Linked DNA regions of Rattus norvegicus: region 2 is linked to region 1. A link is a contact called in public Hi-C data. All regions are on one chromosome and are shown on one strand. The core of a region is the stretch at or near the end of the contact, and the rest is flanking DNA. Distances in the headings are between cores, read along the strand shown.

The links. Hi-C and Micro-C count contacts between places; a contact is called where the count stands out from the background.
Region 2: a Hi-C map of the A7r5 cell line shows a contact between it and region 1, with 2.3 times the contacts expected there. The contact joins two enhancer-like sites. A contact is called at or near these places in 2 of 12 Hi-C or Micro-C datasets (the A7r5 cell line and Schwann cells).

What each region holds. Positions count from the first base shown.
Region 1 is chr9:90,303,868-90,306,567 of GRCr8, forward strand. No RefSeq gene overlaps it. Among named protein-coding and RNA genes, the nearest start is that of Nyap2, 450 kb to the left of the region's middle. Within about 2 kb of position 1,359, at least 12 of the 93 cell types and tissues checked have an H3K27ac peak or open chromatin away from gene starts, as enhancers often do. A contact at or near this core is called in the A7r5 cell line and Schwann cells, where this site is marked.
Region 2 is chr9:90,470,612-90,473,420 of GRCr8, forward strand. No RefSeq gene overlaps it. Among named protein-coding and RNA genes, the nearest start is that of Irs1, 580 kb to the right of the region's middle. Within about 2 kb of position 1,525, at least 3 of the 93 cell types and tissues checked have an H3K27ac peak or open chromatin away from gene starts, as enhancers often do. A contact at or near this core is called in the A7r5 cell line and Schwann cells, where this site is marked.

The sequences.
Region 1 (2,700 bases), core at 109-2,608:
AGCTTTTGTTTATTCCTAGTATGTCAATTCCTATAGACAAATGCATTTTACCAAAAAAAAAAAAAGAGTTAATGCTTAAAGGAGACCTTATATTATTTTAAGACATTTATTTACTTTGCTTTTTATAGAGAATCATACTATGTTAACCAGTGCTCAAAAATACTTGTTTCTACTTTATTTTGAAATGCACTTCCAAAATTAAGATTATATGTTTAGATAGTAAGGTTTCTGAAAACAATTGAAAATCTGGAGTTCATCATGCCAAATATTGCTTATATGTCACAGAGAGTATGTATTTCTCAAATATTCGTTACTTTATCTTATGATTATTTAATGGCAGTTTTCTAAGATTTTATATTATGTATTGAAAGTGAAGCACAGTAAGTACACCAAACACACTGAGAGAAAGCAGGAAGTCAAAAGGAAGTTTATTTCTGTGCCATCTATACCACCAAACACTTTTCTCCAGTTCATTTTAGGTCATAACATGGGAATTTCATGAACACAGCCAAAAACAACAATGATACAATAAAACTACAATGCAGTTAATATTAGAGCAGCCCATGGTCAGCACTGCTTCATAGCCAAAAGCGATGGTGAACAGGCTCACTTCCCCCTCTCTTCTCTTTGTACCTCTCTTATCCCTAGATAAAAAACTAAAGCAGTTGGGGAACATACTTGGAGCGAATAACTAGATTAAAAACCCGATCCGTAACTGCTTTGGTTTTCTTTGTGTCTGCTTTAAAGCTAAAGCTAAAAATGAAGATGAAATACGGCTTTTCAGTTTATTACCTTTTGAATATCACATTCGTACACAAACACACACACACACACACACACACACACACACACACACACACACACACACACTCTGTTACACACTTCTGTCTGACTCGAATGAAGCTGCCCGTTCAACCAAGGGGAATGCATGCAGCACGAGTAAACCCTTAGAGCTTGAGGTGACACTTATTAAATGTATGTCAAATATTTGCAGAGATTCAGCCAATTCAGCACAAGTGGCAAACCCTTCATGAGACTGGCCACCGTGTTATGCTGGCAGGAAAATAGAATCTGAGCTGAGAAACGGGAGGGGAAAAAATGCAAGTTCTCTTAGGTCAAGGGCAACAGCTGAACAGCTCTGGGCCTACCTGCTTCAAAGGGTTCAGTGTCTTGTGTTTATAGATAAAATGTTGGTTTCTATGGGGGAAGGGTAGTCACGAGAACAAATGTCCCTGACACCCAAACAAAATAATCCCAAATAAAATGGGTGATGTAGTCAATAGTAAAAAGGGAGATAGCTATTCATGGGGAAAATGCATGACCTCACCCTGTTAGAATACACAGCCATTCATCAGCCTGGCCCAGCTTTTCTCGCTTACTTGCTTTGAATTGCATGACTCAGGGCCTTTCCCCATCCACACAGGGTTAGCTCATTTGACTGCAGACATTAAAGGTTTCTCAAGACTGGATGAATGTAAAGAAAGTTCTCAGTGTGCAGAACTCTTCCTTGTGGAAACTTTGGAGGCTTTCTTTGAGAGTGATGCACGGCCCTTTAACTCCTTGTTACCCTTTCATCTTCTTGATTCATTTCTGTCTTTGGTCTCAGTAAAGCATCATGTTAGCATAGCCGGGAGAGAAGCCTCTGTGACCAACAGAAATGTATTATAGGAATAAACTGGAGAAATATGTTCAGAAGCAGACGAATGAGCTAAAAATAGCCTTGTAAGCAAGCTAGGTTATAATTTTCAATTGTGGTTCCTGCTTAAATCTTTGAGGGCTATCGGCCCATCTCCTGGTTTTCAAAAGGCCCCTTAATTTAACTATAAACAACTGCCCCTAAAACTGCAACCAAATTGTTTGTGCTGTGTTATGTATCTAAGGAAACAAATGTAGACATCTAGAATTACATTATTAGTTTCTTTGGAGACATGTGCACTTCAAAGATTTCTCAGAATCTAGCAATGCCATGTCACCCGGGAGCCAAGGCCTCCTGTGGTGAAAGTTTCAGTTCCCTGGCTTCTGCTCCTACCCTCAGCCTCAGCCGCTGTGCTCTAGTTCTGTCCAGATATTTGGTTACTGCAGTGTAGGGGAGCAGGCCAGATATCTACTCCATTGGTTCCATTAGATGGTCGATAAAATTCCAGAGAGCAAACAAATTGAGTTTGGTCAATCTAATGCTTTCTGTTATGTCACCTTCGTCATTGCTAGTATGAACCGTGTCCTGGTGTCAGATGGAGGATAGCTCCCAGGCCCTCTCTCCTGGGAATCGACAGGGCTGGTCTAGAGATTTTTGTGATATTAGGTATCCCAGCAGCTCAAAGCTGTGCTTTAAGAAAGGCAATTCGCATCTTCATGTTGCCAAAGCATGGTGAGTACAAACCGAATCAGCCCACCATGCTTTTATTGTAGCCAACTCAACAGTTTCCAAAGGAATCATGACATCGTGGCTCAAGGTCTGGTGCATCAGCCCTGTCCAGCAAGTACAGCACTAGCTCTCCAAAACTTTAGGAACCTCTCCAAACAGCCTGCTAGCAAGAAGTGTTTGAGAAGAGTGGCCCTGGGTGACTTCTTAGGTACATGTTAACAACTTCTCCTTTGTCTTTTCTGATGACTGCAGTGGAGAAAGAATCTTGTCACAAGCACCTTGAATACTAACCATCGGACCCAAGCAAAGGGTAGATCTGTCATGTTCCACCCACA
Region 2 (2,809 bases), core at 275-2,774, 170 kb after region 1:
TTGGTTTGTCGGCTTCATCTCCATCTTGAGGCTATAAGTTAACAGCCCTTGGCTGTGATGTAAGACTACACGCGTGTCCTGCTCCTGTTCTGGTTAGCCATCAAGAAAGAAAATTCCAAGGGACATCAAGACAGCTGTTTTAGTTACTCTGATATTGCTGTGAAGAGGCATCGTGACCAAGGTTACTCACAAAGGAGACCGTTTAACTGAGGCCTTATTACAGTTTCAGAGCGTTAACCCGTTTCTGTCAACTTGGCAGGGAGCACTAAAGCATGCTAAAGCAGTAACTAAATTCCTACACTCAGGCCCATACACGGGAGAGCGAAAAGAAAGCAAGACTGGGCCTGGCCTAGGCTTTAAAAATCTCAAAGCTCACCCTCTAGGGATACATTTCCTCCAAGAAGGCCACACCCCTAAATCTTCCTAAACATTTTCACCAACCAGGAAACAAACACTCAAATATCTGAGCCTCCGTAGGCCTTCTCATTCAAACCGCCAAGATGGTTCAGTGGACAAGGGAACTCGTTGCCAAGCCTGAGGACCTGAGATCAGTCAGAATCTGCACGTTGGAAGGAGAAAGCCTACACTGACAAGTTGCCCTCTAACTTTAACACCCACACAGTGGGACATCACACACACACACACACACACACACACACACACACACACACAAACGTGCACACACACACCCCAAATGTGTGAAAAGTAGAAACCAAACTTCAAATCTGGTTATATTAACTATGAACTATTCCAACTACAGAAAGTCATCATTTAATCCTAATACTCAGATAGGCCTTTGACAGAAAAATAGAGTAGGGGAAAACATAAAACGCTGAAGAATGAATCTAGCCCAACAAATGATATTTTATCTTACCTCACTCATCAGTTTTTCCTGCAAATTAATGCAAGGCTGTGAAATTTGACTCTCATTTCCATCAAACACATTTCATCAAGTGACCACAAAGGACATTTCCTAATTTTTCTACATGAAAACAAAGAGATAGTGAGCTATGTGGTAAGATAGGACAAATAGAAGACTCTGCTTCTGAATGGCCTGGGACTTGCAGTGAAAACGGAGAAGAGAACCTGGTAGAGGGGTTAGGGTGGCAAAGACAAGCAGAAGTAGCAGTAGCCATGGCTGTAGTTAAGATAATTCTAGTTAGGGAAGATCAGGGGCTGACTTTTGTGTGGCGTTCCTTCCAGCTACAAAGCAATCTGTCAGGGTATTAAAAAGCCTTCCTGTCAATAGCTCTATGAGAGGGGTGCTGCCCCAGTTTAGGAGTGAGGAGAGTCTTCAGTAATATAGCCAGAACATATTGTTGGAGAAGATGAATTCAAACCAGAGTCTCTTCTAACCATGAAAGGAGATGGCTGCGAGTCGGAGATTTATATTCTAAAGCAAACAAATCAACAAGCGAAAGCAAACAGAATGTCAGGCGCTCAGTCTCTGCTTCACTGAGAGGCGTCCAAATTTGCTCGCAGCGAGAGAGGTATGCAGATGTGAAGCCTCTTGGACATTCTTCTGAATGAACAAAAGGGCTCGTAAGCTCTGTATGACCGAAGCATGTGGCCGGCATGGAATGTTGTGGCAATATAAATTATAGAGAGAATGCCCGGCTTTTCATCTCATGCCATTGCCCGCAAATGTCTGTGGGACGAAAGCAGAAGTCACTGCCAGCCCTACAGCCCTGCAGTTCTGACAGCCTGTAATCTTTCTCTGGATTCACTCCCTCCCGCTTTGTTCACCCGGACTCCTCTTAGGTGCATTTTATGGTACACACGATGCTTTGAGAAAAAAAAAATTAAATCACATTGCAGTTAATTTCGCTAGGAGAATTTCACAACGTCTTTCGAGATCACAATAACCCAGAGAATATTGTGCAACTGGGGTCGAGAATTGCTTGCCTCAGCTGTAACGCGGTGAAATAAAGTGGGTGAAAGTAGGGGGAGCCGATGTTGCTTAAAACAATGGAGTAATAAAGAAACGGCACAGAAATAAGTTGGAAAGGCACAAGCAGACCCATACACATCATCCCGCTCAGAGTATCCTTCCGCTTGCCCCGAGCAGAAGACCACGCCTCATTTCTCTGGGTCATGTCTTCTGTACATTACCCTGATTTATCATTATTCTTTTTAAATAACACAAATAAGCAAAGCTAATACATGACTGAGTAAGTGTGATGTCTGGGGAGAAACTGGTGTTTGTCTAGCTAAGCCAGCTCTGTATTTTAATTAAAAAGCATGTCTCGTGCATTATCCGGAAGTTTTCAAGTGCCCTGTTATGTCCATTTCTAACCAGTATCATGCCATTTGCACTTTTCACAACTGGCAGATGGTGCCTATATATATATATATATATATATATATATATATATATATATATATATGTATATGTATATGTATATATATATATGAAAGCTATCAATTTTATGTGAATCGGACATTCATTGCATGTTTTATGGTATGAGCTTGGATGAACCATGTTAAGGACATAGTTTCACAAGCAGAATACAATCCCACAGAAGAATAATTCATTTGGATAAATGGATAAATGACAAATCAATGGAGGTGAAAAAGGTTACAAAAACTATACTATATTATTTAGAAACATGAAAAGTCATAAATGTGTCTAATCATTTGGCTGACCAATAAAAAAATTGTAGTAGACAAAACACAAAGAAAAATAGTAAACTAAATATCTTAAAATTTATACTGTGGATAGTCTTTTTCTTATGGCGTTAGGTCACACCCAAACACACACACACACACACACACACACACACACACACACATCTATAATCCTCAAACA